2 separate regions of the Zea mays genome follow, and region 2 is linked to region 1. Evidence: chromatin contacts called from public Hi-C data. All regions are on one chromosome and are shown on one strand. Each heading gives the region's core, a stretch centred on a gene start, on an enhancer-like site or on the middle of the called end of the contact. The rest is flanking DNA. Distances are from core to core; before and after follow the strand shown. Region 1 has its middle 8.7 kb from the start of LOC100383181. Region 2 has its middle 130 kb from the start of LOC118477088.

Region 1 (3,454 bases), core at 495-2,994:
TACACCCAAGGGGTGTATGCCATCGCAGCTGGGGACTATTGTGCTATTGATGAAGCATCCTTTGTGCCCTGTGACTGGTATGGCCTTGCACTGTGTTGTTGACTTGAATCCACTGGTTCCTTGCTGAGAGCCGAGGCCGAGGTCGAGGGGTCGGCGACACACTTGAGTCCCCTAGGAGAGGGGTCGCCCATACCATAGTGGTTGTAACAGGGTATAGGTATGGAAAAAGCCGCTTACGAGGTGCGTCAGCGCTCCTGTATTTGATGACATTAGGGTGTCCTTTGTCGAGGATATCGAGTCTAGAGCCAAGCTTGGGCGGGGCGGAAGTCTTCCCGAGGTGACGACCGAATCCTTTCTGACGTGCGCCATAGTCGACAGAGTGGCCTTCTATGGGATTTGTGGTGGAGCAGGTAGCAGAGGCCAAGGTCGGGCGAGGCGGAAATGGTATTTGAGGTCAAGCTCAGTGTCGGGCGAGGTGGATCTTGCGCCCGAGGATCGGTCTGCCCTTCTGTCGTATTGGATGCCACGTCATGGGATGGCAGGCGGCGTGCGCGCACAGTGGCGCATGCGTAATCATGTTGTTGGCCTTGGACATGACCGCAGTCTTGTTGTCGCTGTGCACCTGTAGCGTCGTGTAGGGTAGGTATGTGCATTGAATGCGGGTGTCCCCTGTTGGCCCTCGGACACGCCTTGTCTTTGTCGCCTAAGACGAGTTCAGGCGAGGCGGATTTTGCGGTCCTAGGGTGAGGTATCCTAGGGCTAGGCGGAGATGGGGGACCTGAGGCGTGAGAGGCTCGGGTGAGGCGGAGATCTGCCCGAACATGTTGCTTACTCGGGATCGAACTTGGGCGAGTTGGAGACTTTGAAGGACCCTCCGGGAGGGGGCTCGGTCGAGACGGTGCCTCTTTGGGGAAGACCCCTGATGAGGACCTTAGGCGAGGCGCGGATCTGGTTCCTTGCTCTCGGGGGACATGTCTGGGCAGAGAGAACTTTCCGAGCGTGTTTTGAGGGTTTAATCTGGACACCCCTAATAATCACACCCGACACTATCAAAAACCTTTAATGGTCAAACTGGGACTTTTCTCTTCATATATCTTAGGTTGCCCACGAGTCTAAATAAACCGACTCTTGAGGCGTTTTCTCCAGCGGATTGAACGACGTCTGTCGTCAACCTCAATATACCGATCTTCAGCTGGCAGGCTATAGATGGTCAATGCAATTTTCTCATCACTACCCACCTTTTATATGTACACCCTCAAGCTCCCCAGCTCGGTGTTCAAATAAATTGAAAAATTTAGAAAATATTTTTTATGGAGGGGAGCTGATTTGCATGTAAAGGAAACCACCACAAGCAAGCCTGGCAGATTGCTTGTTGACCAAAAAAAGCATGAAGGAATGGGAGTTCTCAATCTCACCACGCAGAATGAAGCATTACTACTGAAAAATCTTGACAAGTTCTGTAGCTTTTTCATCTTCGCGTGGTTGTTTGCCAAAGGCGACCCTTGTTCATTACTACTACAAATAACAACCGGTACCACTGTAAAGGATGAAAACGATGCGTCGTGTTTTTTTTTGGTAAGACTTAGTGCTAGGTAGAGAGAGGTGAGCATTTGTTGAATAAAAAAAGAAAACGGAAAGGAAAGAAAAGAAGAGAAATACTGAGGCGGGCCGGGGCAGGCCCTGGCTGGGTTTCCAACTTTTTGATGCCAACGATTGCATACTCGTTCAGACTGCTGGGCAGCGTTGGGTGTTGATGTGTGTACTGTAGCTGCACCTGCACTATGAAATAGTACATACGTACGTACTCCCTCGATGATCTGAAAGTATCGTGTGTGTGTGTGTGTCGTATTTTGTAGAGTTAAATATTTTTTAAACTTGACTAGATTTTTAGAAGGAAAACAAAACAATATTAATATCTGCACACGTTTAAATAGGTTTACTATAAAAGTTATAAATATCCTCTGAGATGTGCATTTATGCACAGCGATGGCAGTTGCCGTCGGTTTGCTGCCGCCCACACGACACGACGCCCCATGTCACTGTGTCTGCACGGCATACATACACCAGAGTACGTGGCAGGGGCATGCCATGCCGCATGCATGGCCGGCCCTGCGCCCTCGCGTGCGCGTAGGGCACTGTTGCTGCTACTACTACGACCCCTGCATCGCACTGCATTGTCCTGTCCCATTCGACTCGATCGAGTGCTGCTGCGCAAATGGTGATGCTGCCGTTTGTTCTAGGCTCTACCTACTGATGAATGTGGTGGACCGTGATGATTGGTGAGCCATGCATGGCCTCGAGAGAATAATGGAGCGATCGGAATGTCCCGTGTGGCTGGCCGTTTGGCTCACTGGGTACAATACAGGTACAGACCATGCACTGATGGGGCTCAGTGAATGCAGTGGGAACCAAACCGATGAGAAGCGAGCCCTACCCTACACTTCCTACTGTGTTAGGCATGGGCCTTGTGTGCTCCCCCGCCCCGCCCCACCCCTGTGGGTATCTCGTTCTCTCGTCCACAGCCTGTGGGCCTTTTTTTCTCTCGTCACTAGCCACCGAGCAGCGAGCACTGCCCCATGCCAGGGGTGCTGCCGTCCCTGTCCCGTTTGAGTGAGTACTCTAGCATTTAAGTAGTTTAAAAGGATTGAAGAGTATATAAATCCTTAATAGATTAAAAACTCTCACAATGTAGATTTAAGGTTAAACTAGGACGAGGTGGGGTAATATCATCCCTCGATTTTTTAGGATCATGTTGTCACAAAAAATTACTCTGGTATTTACCTCGTCACTATGTGACTCTAATCTAAACATTATAGAAATTATGGCCGCCTTCTTTCATTCCTTCTTATACATTCAACTAAACACATATTAATCCACTTCAATCACTCTCATTTCTAGGGTACTTAAGGTGCTGGTGATACACCGTGGTCCAATTTTTAGCAAAAAAAAAGTGTAGTTATTCTTCCTACTCTCTTCGTTTCACATCGCAAGTATTTCTTACCTTTTTTTCTAAAAGAGATAAACAGCGAACCGACGAAGTACAAAAATCAAAACATGCCCCAGTTGCTCGCAGTCATTATACTTGACATATTTTGGGCCAGATAAGCATACAAACACGTTTTAGCAATTAGACGCACGGCGTTGCTGCACGTAAAAGCTCTCTTCGTTTCCAGCTTTTCGTTTTGTTACAAAACAAAAAAAAAGGGGAAAAAATGTCCAAAATCAGGAAGACAAACGCACGAGACAGGACGGACAGGTGATTTTCATGGAGACGTGAGGAGATCCAAGACGAGCCAATCCAAACAAAAAAACAAAAAAAATGTGCGGAATAACCGTACCAGTCGGTAGTATATATCCGAAGAGCACAACGGGAACGCTGCTGACACATGGGACCGAAAAAAAAACGACACAACCCCGACACGGCGATGTTTATAAGATAAGTAGTTATATTTCA
Region 2 (3,454 bases), core at 552-3,051, 250 kb after region 1:
CCTATCGATGTCTGTGCTATTACTATCTTCCTCTTCTGTTATAAATGTAGTGTATTTCTCGCTACGAAACACCCATGTTTCATAATCTACCATGAAACTATTTTTGACATAGTTGTTTACTCATTGTGACCTTATCAGGTAAACTTAGCATTTTGACAGTTGTTGCATGAAACATTAGATCTTATTGATAGTCGACAAAGATGTGGCATGATTGATAAAATTGTTAGTCTTAGTGATCCATTCAGTTGAGTCAGTCTGAGTTTTATTCCAACCATCATACATACCAGTGATCCCCATCCATATTTGAGGCTATAAAATAAATGAAGTTATAATATGATGAGTGTTTTACATTATCTATAGGTAAGGATATGTACTAAACCCACCCAAAAGTAACCGACACAATGCGGAATTATGATGAGCCAATGTGGTTCGAGCAACATTTTGACAGCATAACCCTGTTGTTGTCCACCTGCACGCCCGAATATGGTGCAGCGAAGAATAGTGTAGATGGCGCCATCCAAATTTTGTTCGAATCATATAGCTTGTCATTAGTATCATAATATATCGGTCACTTGGAGGCTATCCAAATAAGGGACAACTCTGGACCGACAAATCTCACGTGTATGACGCACGTGAGACGTGTCGATCTGAAAAGGATGATGCATAGTTTTTGTTAATGTACCAACATAATATTAAAAATTATATAATTCTTTGCAGGACCAAGTCGCATATATTTTTCATTGACGGATGGAGTGCCCAAGTGAGCAAAGACAGATGGGTATGGGCGGGAATACATTATCAATACTAGGCGCGTGGAGACGAAAGGGCATGAGTGGGCATGCGGGGGTTGGGCTATGGGTGGTTAAGGAGCAATAGAAGGCGTCTGGGACGCCGAGAGGCGGGGCACGGATATGGGGCAGCGAAGCGAGGTGGAAGGACGGTGGCTAGCGGACGCAAGCTTGGAGGAGACGGGCGCAAGCGCGAGAAAGAAAGAGCGCCAAGGAAAGAAAGATGCTTAATTTATAGCTTTTATTTTCGGTGGTTGGCAACTGGCTGTCGAAATTAAAGTTTTTTAACGGTCTTGGAAAGGCTGCCGAAAATTATTTTAGCCACCAAATGTTTATCGATAACATGAAGAAGATTAATGGTGTGTGCCTGTAGCAAACTAGCGATTATATCTCTGTCTAGCAGGAGTGTAATTCTAAAACAGTAGCAGCGTAAATTTAACTAATTAGAAATAAAAAACATATAAATATATATTAAATAAGTATCGTCAGATTTATCATGAAATGTAAGTTTAAAATAAATTAACTTAAAATAAAACCATGAATATAATTTACTAAAAAACTTAATCATATATGTAATATTTGAACTGTTATTTGACTTATATAACTGGGATTCTTTTCGGTACCGAAGAAGCTGAGACATGGGAACGCAATTGCACGTGAACGAGCGAAGGCCGCAGCGGGCTGGAAAGGCAGGAGGGGCGAGAGAGAAAAAAAAAATCAGGCAAAAAACCCGGCGTGCACGCCCTCCATCCACGGCCGCACGCATGCGGTGGGAACGGCGACACGTCGCCCCGATCCCGCCTTGCACCTGCCCCCGCGCTGACTGGCACTAGGGCCCCACCGGTCATAGCAGGCGGCACCTGCCCGGTCGCTTTTGGCGGTGGTGGGCTTTTGTTTGCCCCACGTGCCAACCACCCTGACGGAGCCGCGCACCCGCCCGGGCCCCCGCCCATTTACGCCGTTCACACGGCTGGGTGGAGCCACGTGTCGACGGGGGAGGGAGCAGGTGTGCTCGCGAGCCCGTGCGCAGCAGCTGCGCCGGCCGCAGAGGATCCTGAGTGATTCGGTGGGGCGGGGCCTCCCCCCACCCCCACCAGTCGCAGTCGCGGGCCCTTCCGCGTCGGCCGGGGAAAAGGTCAAGGGGCCACCCAACGGGCGCTCGGCCGAATTTTTTGTATTTTAGCCCTTAAATCGAAGTAAAATCACGTTTAGACCTAAAAAAATTTTAAACTCAGTTTTGGACCCTTAGCTCGGCGCCACAGCCTGTGGCGCCGAGCTAACACAGCTCGGCGCCACAGGCTGTGGCGCCGAGCTATGACGTGGCCAAGGCTGGCAGCGCTGACGTGGCCGTCCGCGTGGCGCCTAGCTCGGCGCCACAGATCTTGGCGCCGAGCTAGGACTTAAGCTCGGGGTCTCCATTTCTTCTCTGTTTCTTCTCTGTTTGCCCGTTAGCCGCCGGTCGCCATTGTCGCCGCTAGCCAACGCCGCGCTCGTCGTCCGCAAGCCACCGCCACCATACCGGGCGCGGCCGCCGCGCGCGCCTGCGCGCCCTGTTCCGGCCGCCCGCGCACGCCCTGTCCCGGCCGCGCGCGCGCCCTGTCCCGGCCACCGAGCTCCGGCCACCGCGCAGCGAGCTCAGCGACCGCGCTCGCCGTTCCCTGTCGCGCTCGCCGTTCCCCGCCGCGCAGAACTCAGAAGGTATTCCCCACCGCGCTCGCCGTTTCATTAAATCTTGACTCCTCAGATCAACTTAAATTGAGTAGTCTGATTAACCATAGCATCATGTGTGCATCACGACAGAAAAGGTTTCTAAAAGATTAAACAAGTACTTTTGTCCCCAAAACATAAGCAGGCAGATAAATAGTTATGCTGAGCAGTTTCCTTCTTATACTTGTCTCTTACATACTGGCATAGCTCTAAAAACACTTATAAATGACTGATACATGAAGTTGGTTGTTGACATTTTAGATTATTACTAAGCGTATGGCCTAGTACATAGTATTAAAGTCAACTAACCAATTTAGCATTGATTTACTTGTGCTTATCTTTCATGTACCTGTACAAAGCATGAGTTTCACTTTTGTCCAGGAGAGCTGGATGATCACATAGAGAGAGAACCTGAAAAACCAACATGAGCTAGTAAGCAACCATGGACATCCCACCGGTAGTTGCACCGAATAACCAAAATATAAGAATCAGAAACTCACTTCTCTGAAATAGGTAACTGGTTGTTGCCCAAGTAGTTGCCGAGATCGAAACTTTCAAACGCCCCGCTATTCGATCACAGATCAGAGCAACCCAAACAAGCTAAACAGAGGAATCAGACTTAAGCTCGGGGCATGTTCTTTAAGTTATTTAACATATAGTTAGTGTTTAGTAAATTGTTAGTGATTATATAGTTTTCATTTTGTTTAGCACATTAATATTACATGTTCAACATATTGTTTGTTATGTAGATATCGTGCACTTTTGTGTGTTGGCAACCATCGTGTTGTCGTTTATTTGCAGGTTCTATAAACATCACTTTATAGGGGAGGTGCTGTCAAATTTTGTATTGACAATAGTTTTTTTTGTACGTAGGTGTTCTTCCGACTTGACCTTCTCCACCGTTAGCTGGACTCGTACGCGATCTCAGGTATACATTGTTTTCTTACATTATTCATAGA

Evidence for each region. A called contact is a pair of places that touch in the nucleus more often than the background predicts.
Region 2: a Hi-C map of leaf shows a contact between it and region 1, with 4 times the contacts expected there. The contact joins two enhancer-like sites. A contact is called at or near these places in 7 of 25 Hi-C or Micro-C datasets (bundle sheath, ear, leaf and 2 more).

Annotation. Positions count from the first base shown.
Region 1 is chr4:219,153,392-219,156,845 of Zm-B73-REFERENCE-NAM-5.0, forward strand. No RefSeq gene overlaps it. Among protein-coding and RNA genes, the nearest start is that of LOC100383181, 8.7 kb to the left of the region's middle. Within about 2 kb of position 1,745, at least 17 of the 20 cell types and tissues checked have an H3K27ac peak or open chromatin away from gene starts, as enhancers often do. A contact at or near this core is called in bundle sheath, ear, leaf and 2 more, where this site is marked.
Region 2 is chr4:219,403,855-219,407,308 of Zm-B73-REFERENCE-NAM-5.0, forward strand. No RefSeq gene overlaps it. Among protein-coding and RNA genes, the nearest start is that of LOC118477088, 130 kb to the right of the region's middle. Within about 2 kb of position 1,802, at least 17 of the 20 cell types and tissues checked have an H3K27ac peak or open chromatin away from gene starts, as enhancers often do. A contact at or near this core is called in bundle sheath, ear, leaf and 2 more, where this site is marked.